Regions from separate parts of the Triticum aestivum genome. Here region 2 is linked to region 1. The links are chromatin contacts, called in public Hi-C maps. All regions are on one chromosome and are shown on one strand. Each heading gives the region's core, a stretch centred on a gene start, on an enhancer-like site or on the middle of the called end of the contact. The rest is flanking DNA. Distances are from core to core; before and after follow the strand shown.

Evidence for each region. Hi-C and Micro-C count contacts between places; a contact is called where the count stands out from the background.
Region 2: a Hi-C map of leaf shows a contact between it and region 1, with 2.4 times the contacts expected there. The contact joins the promoter of LOC123110634 here to the enhancer-like site in region 1. A contact is called at or near these places in 2 of 5 Hi-C or Micro-C datasets (both in leaf).

Annotation. Positions count from the first base shown.
Region 1 is chr5B:104,027,536-104,030,286 of IWGSC CS RefSeq v2.1, forward strand. It overlaps LOC123114683 (formin-like protein 12), which reads left to right. Exons shown (of 18, transcript XM_044536122.1): 4 at 1-1,650; 5 at 1,801-1,924; 6 at 2,547-2,618. Among protein-coding and RNA genes, the nearest start is that of LOC123114683, 5.5 kb to the left of the region's middle. Within about 2 kb of position 1,431, at least 5 of the 8 cell types and tissues checked have an H3K27ac peak or open chromatin away from gene starts, as enhancers often do. A contact at or near this core is called in leaf, where this site is marked.
Region 2 is chr5B:104,076,597-104,079,482 of IWGSC CS RefSeq v2.1, forward strand. LOC123110634 reads right to left here and starts at 1,368. Exons shown (of 18, transcript XM_044531196.1): 1 at 1,266-1,368; 2 at 1,034-1,073; 3 at 818-891; 4 at 85-150. The coding sequence starts at 1,268.

The DNA.
Region 1 (2,751 bases), core at 181-2,680:
ATCGGTACCACTTATAAGCTCAAAGTCTTCTTCAGATTGTTCATATAAAGAAGCAGCAGCAGCAGCACCAGGAAAACAACCCCTCTCTTCACCTCCACCTCTTGGAGAAAATGATCCTTCAAGTTCAAAACTTAAAGAGGAAGTACCTCATGAACAGCCTTTAGATCCTCCTTTGGAAGCATGCAAGGAATTCTCGCGGCATGAACTGATCAATGAAACCCCACCCTCCACAGTTCGTATAAAAGAACATGGAACCATTCCAACCCCACCACATCCACCCAGCTGGCATAGGGGAATTTCACCTGTTGATATACTTACACCTCAACCCTGTCACCCACCTTCAACACCACCTGCACCCCCGCCTTTGCCACCTCCACAACCTTTGCCCTCACCTTCAGTTACACCCTCAACACAATCCTTGTCATCTCCCCATTTACCTCAACCACCAGCTCTTCATATAAATGATACATCATCCCCGTCTGCACCACCACCATCTCCGCCACCTCCTCCACCTCCGCCTAGAGAACATGAAGTAATTTGCCCTTTGCCTCCAATTTCACCTAAAAGGCATGATGTACCCTCACCTTCACCACCACCTCCTTTTGGACAACATCAAGCACTTTTGCCTCCTTCCATTTCCCAGGATCATGTAATAGCTCCACCTCCACCTCTAACAAGGGATGCTGGAATTCCGCTGCCACCACCACCTCCACCTAGAGAGAGCGCTGGGAATTTCCCTCCTCATCCTACTGAAGGAAGCCCATCTCCAACTCTACCAGAATGTCAAGTCGGAGCTCCAATTCCTCCACCAACTACTTTTTGTGAAGAAAAGGAAAGAATTCCACCTCCACTTTGTCCTGAAGGAAATAAAACAACTCCACTGCCTTCACTTGTTAGAGGACGAGAAGGAACTCCACTGCAAGATGGATTTCAAGGTGGAGCTCCACCTCCAAAACCACCTCTTGGAGTGCATGGAGGGGCTCCATCGCCGCCACCACCACCTCCTGTACCATGTGGAGTGGCTCCACCGCCGCCGCCACTTCCCGGAGGATACCAAGTGGCACCTCCACCTCCTCCGCTACCTCCTGGAGCCTCTGGTGGGGCTGCACCGCCGCCGCCGCCACCTCCCGGAGGATATGGAGGGGCACCTCCACCTCCTCCTCCACCTGGAGGAATCGGAGGAGTTCCACCTCCACCACCGCCTATTGGAGGGCTAGGAGGTACTCCAACTCCTCCACCTCCCGCAGGATTTCGAGGTGGAGCTCCGTCTCCTCCTCCTCCTCCCGGAGGATATGGCGGGACTCCGCCACCACCTCCTCCTAGAGGGCATGGAGGAGTAGGTGGCCCCCCTCCCCCTCCAGGTGCACCTGCTCCTCCAATGCCCCCCGGAATACCTGGTGGGCCCCCTCCACCTCCTGGAGTACCTGGTGGGCCCCCTCCACCTCCTGGAGTACCTGGTGGCCCCCCTCCACCTCCTGGTGGACGAGGTGGCCCCCCACCACCTGGTGCAAGAGGTCTTCGTTCCTTGGGCGCAACCTCACTTACTGTAACACGGAAGTCATCTCTAAAACCACTGCACTGGGTCAAAGTAACAAGAGCAATGCAAGGAAGTGTATGGGCAGAAATTCAAAAGCAAGCAGATGCTGATAGGTACTCTTTGTTATTTCAACTGTTTGATCCAGAAGATATGAATTCTCGTAAAATGCTCTGATAAGAAAATGTCGCTATCAGCTCAATTCTCGCAAAATATATAATTAACGTTCATTCTTATTCTGCTAACTGATAGCACCATCTATGCAGCAATTCCGAGTTCGATGTGAATGAACTGGCGTCTCTTTTCACTATCGCTCCAAAGACAAAAGGCGGCTCGAAATCAGAAGGGGCTGGAAAATCTCTTGGTTCGAAAACCGATAAAATTCACCTGGTAACTTACTCCAACAATTTGAAATACTATAAGCAAAAGCGCCGCCAGTGTTCAGTCTCTCTCATCTAGCTAGGCTATGCCACTGAATTTTTTAGTGGCATCAAAGTTTATGGTGCATAGCATGTCAACATCATGATTTTTTGTACCTTTTCTTCATTAATAAACCCTGTAATATCCTTTCAGAGGACAGGTTTTTACAGCGCAGACAGAGTGCAATACTCTATTCAATTTCATAGTATGTTAATTACTTTAGGTTTAAACAAGCAATACGTGATGATTGCTCTTTAATATGATGTGTCACATGTAAGGTCATGCACGAAAGTAGTGTAAAATTACCTCCTCCAAGTTACAATGTGAGACTGAAGTCATAGTAAAGTTGAGAACATGCACGTTGCGACGGCCTTTCTCATGAACTAACTTACTGTAAGGAAAGAGCATAGGTGGTGTTTCACTCGGTTTTGCATTCGTAGCATGTCTTTATTTTTTGCTACCTCAAAGTAGCTTGTCTGACTGCTTGCATTGGACTCTTTTAGTTGTATTTTCTTTCTTACAACAAAACTTGTGTCCCTCTGGTGCAAATAAAACCCTGAAAGTTTTGTTGGTGTCCTTGAAAAATCCACAGATTGATATACGACGGGCAAATAACACAGAGATCATGTTGACAAAAATTAAAATGCCACTCTCCGAGATGATGGTAAGTATCTCCCTACTAGTTGTTGTCTCTTTGTATCTAGAGAACATGCAAACATCGCATGCACATATAATTTCATTGAGTAAGAGCAAACATACATACAAGAAAGGGAGCTTAGCAGCAAAGCCAGCAAGAC
Region 2 (2,886 bases), core at 118-2,617, 49 kb after region 1:
AAAAGTTACTCGATAGTATATTACTATTGTCTGAAGAATCGAAACATCTATTGCAATGTCATAAGAGTTGCAATAAAACCAGACCTTGGAAACACCATTCTGATCCTTCATTATGCGCAAGTCGACAATCTCACCACAAGTAGAAAATATCTGCTGATGAAATGGTCAGTCCAACGAGTATGTGGCGACCAGAAGAAATGAAAAAAAAACCCTTTTTTCACGAATAGATGAAAGTTAATGAATCAACTATGTGACTATTATTAATTTACAATGGAGAAAGTATACTTAAAGCTCAGCAGTCCAATAACCAATAATTGAGCAAAATTTCTAGCCATTGTAGTACTACATATTTCTGTTATTACGAGCTAGAACACGGCAATATTGCCTGCAGACAGATTTACCAAGCCACATCCAAAAATTACAGAACCAGTTAAGCTTCTGGTAGATACAAAACATGGTTTAGGTGTGCCAATACATTTGATTTGAGTTGGGCATGTCTTACACAACATCCACAGCTAAAATTGGCGAGTAAACCGTGCCATTAGCAGGATTTCAGATTAACCTACAAACCAGTTGGTCACCCCCTGTTGGATTGCAGAAAACTAATAGGTGGAGATAAACAATACGAAACGGTGGAATATATAATGCTACCAGACAGTTATTCAGCTGACAATATACTGTTCCTAAACATGGCTTCTACAAATCACATCGGAGATGCAAGCACTTGAGGTAATAGCCTGTCCTTGCGCAGTACACCATTCCTGAATGACACCAACAAGCAACACCTCATACACAAGTGGGTGTAGACAAAACCAACCTCTCGGAGTGTCCCCTCCGTCGCCGACCGCGGCAGCCCGCCGACGAACACCTCGGCGCCTTTCACCCGCCGGTCTGCACACATACCAGCACGTCATTCAATGCAGAGCGCAAGTGCACAGCCACGCCCAGAATCAGATCCCAAAATCCCAGAACAAATTCGCTAGGCTTCTCCGCAGCAGACTACGCGGAATACAAATAAGCCCAGCAGCCTCACCTTGCTCGTCGTAATCCCCTTGCGCCGCCGCCCTCCTGTCCTGAAATCCCCAGGAAAAAAAACAAAAACAAAATCAGAGACGAGGTCATCTCGGCAAAACCTGCACCGAACCGCGCCGCGACGACCGGGCGGAACGCCGGCGCCACGCGGCGTCGAACCCGGCCGCGCCTGCGCGAAAGGAATCGAGGAACGCGACGGGAATTCACGGGCTAGGGGAGTGAGTTCCGAGTACCATTTTTGGTTCTTCTCTTCTTCAGCCGAGAGCCCGAGACGAGACGCAAAACAGAGTGCACGGAGCTTTCTCCTTTCCCCTTTATATTTCCCCCGAATTATCGTTTCGCGTTTTTTTTTCTTGGAGAGAGACGACTGTGGCTTTATAACCAACAGGGCCCGCGCGGCCCGGCCTGTCGGAAAGCATGCATGCTCCGGCCCGTCCTGGCAAGGTTACAGGTGTAGGCCTCCGTTCTTTTGTTTTTTCTTTTATCGCAAAGAACGAGAGATGTTTTTTGAACTTGGAAATGAGATATGTTTGTATTAATATAAAGGTTGACGTGTAACAAAGAAAGAGCAATACACAATGTTTAAACCTCATTCCTGCTATTTATACAACGGCAAAAGACACAATAAATATGTGCCTATTCATAGAGGCATATGGGCGCAAAATAGTTTCGCATGGAGGGCTCCATCCAACTATGAACCAATGCACGCACACCACGCGTAAGTCACCCAGGTAGTTGTTAGCTGTATTTCCTTTTTTATTTCTATTTTGTTTTTTGGTATATGGTTAAATGAAGTCATTAATTTTAAACAAAATCCAAATCAATTCCATGATTTAAAAAAATCAAAATAATTATCATAGCAACTTAAAAACGATATGTGTTTCTTTTGGGGTTCAGTATTTTCATATTTGTTAGATATTCATTTATTGTAGTGACTCTTTAGTGTTCCACACAAGATTGCAATGCAACTCATAGATATTCACACATAAAAATAAAAATAGTCATATTTCAGTCATTTCATAACCTTTCCGAAGCCATTTTCATGGATATTTTCATTGTTTTAGTTATCAAAAACATTTCGTAGACATTTCACACAATTTTAAATTGTTTGAAAATAGTTTACGTTCGCACATGTTTTAGTTATTCCACACATATGTCAACTAATTTCAGTTTTATCAGTCAATTTCAAAAAGGCATTCCACATGCATTTTCACAATTTTTCAATTTTTTTAAAACATGCTTCAATTGTATGATGAATTTCAAAACACATGATTTAATGAAAATTTCAAATATTCAAATGTTTTTTTTTCATTATATCATCTTATTTAAATAATATTTCTCGCTCGGCTTAACAATAATTTCAAGTTTTCAACAAAATTCCATATTTTGGTCATATTTAAAAAAATATGTGTTCTTAAAAATTATTTTAAACTTCTTGAAGTATTTAGAAAAAAAATCTTTTTTGGGAAAATATTTTTATATTCATTGTTATAATGTATTATTTTGGGTATTTTGCAAATATTCCTAAAAAATGATATACATAGTTCATACGTCTCAAACATATCCATAATGTTTGCTATGTTCATTTCACATAGTTTTGGCACGGTGCACATGCTGAAAGAACATTCACATGCTGGAGGTGTTAATGCAACTCTCACAAAAAAATGCATGCATGCATGTATGCACAGGAGGTACATGATGACATTAGTTCTTTCAATGGTACTTCTCAAACTTTAAAGTGTTTTTACTCTTAAATTGTGTATTTGATTTGTGATTTTTCTTCAGTGTCACCTTTGTCTCGACGAAAGCTTTGATACTAAATGTCATATGTGTAGGTATTGATGAAATCATATT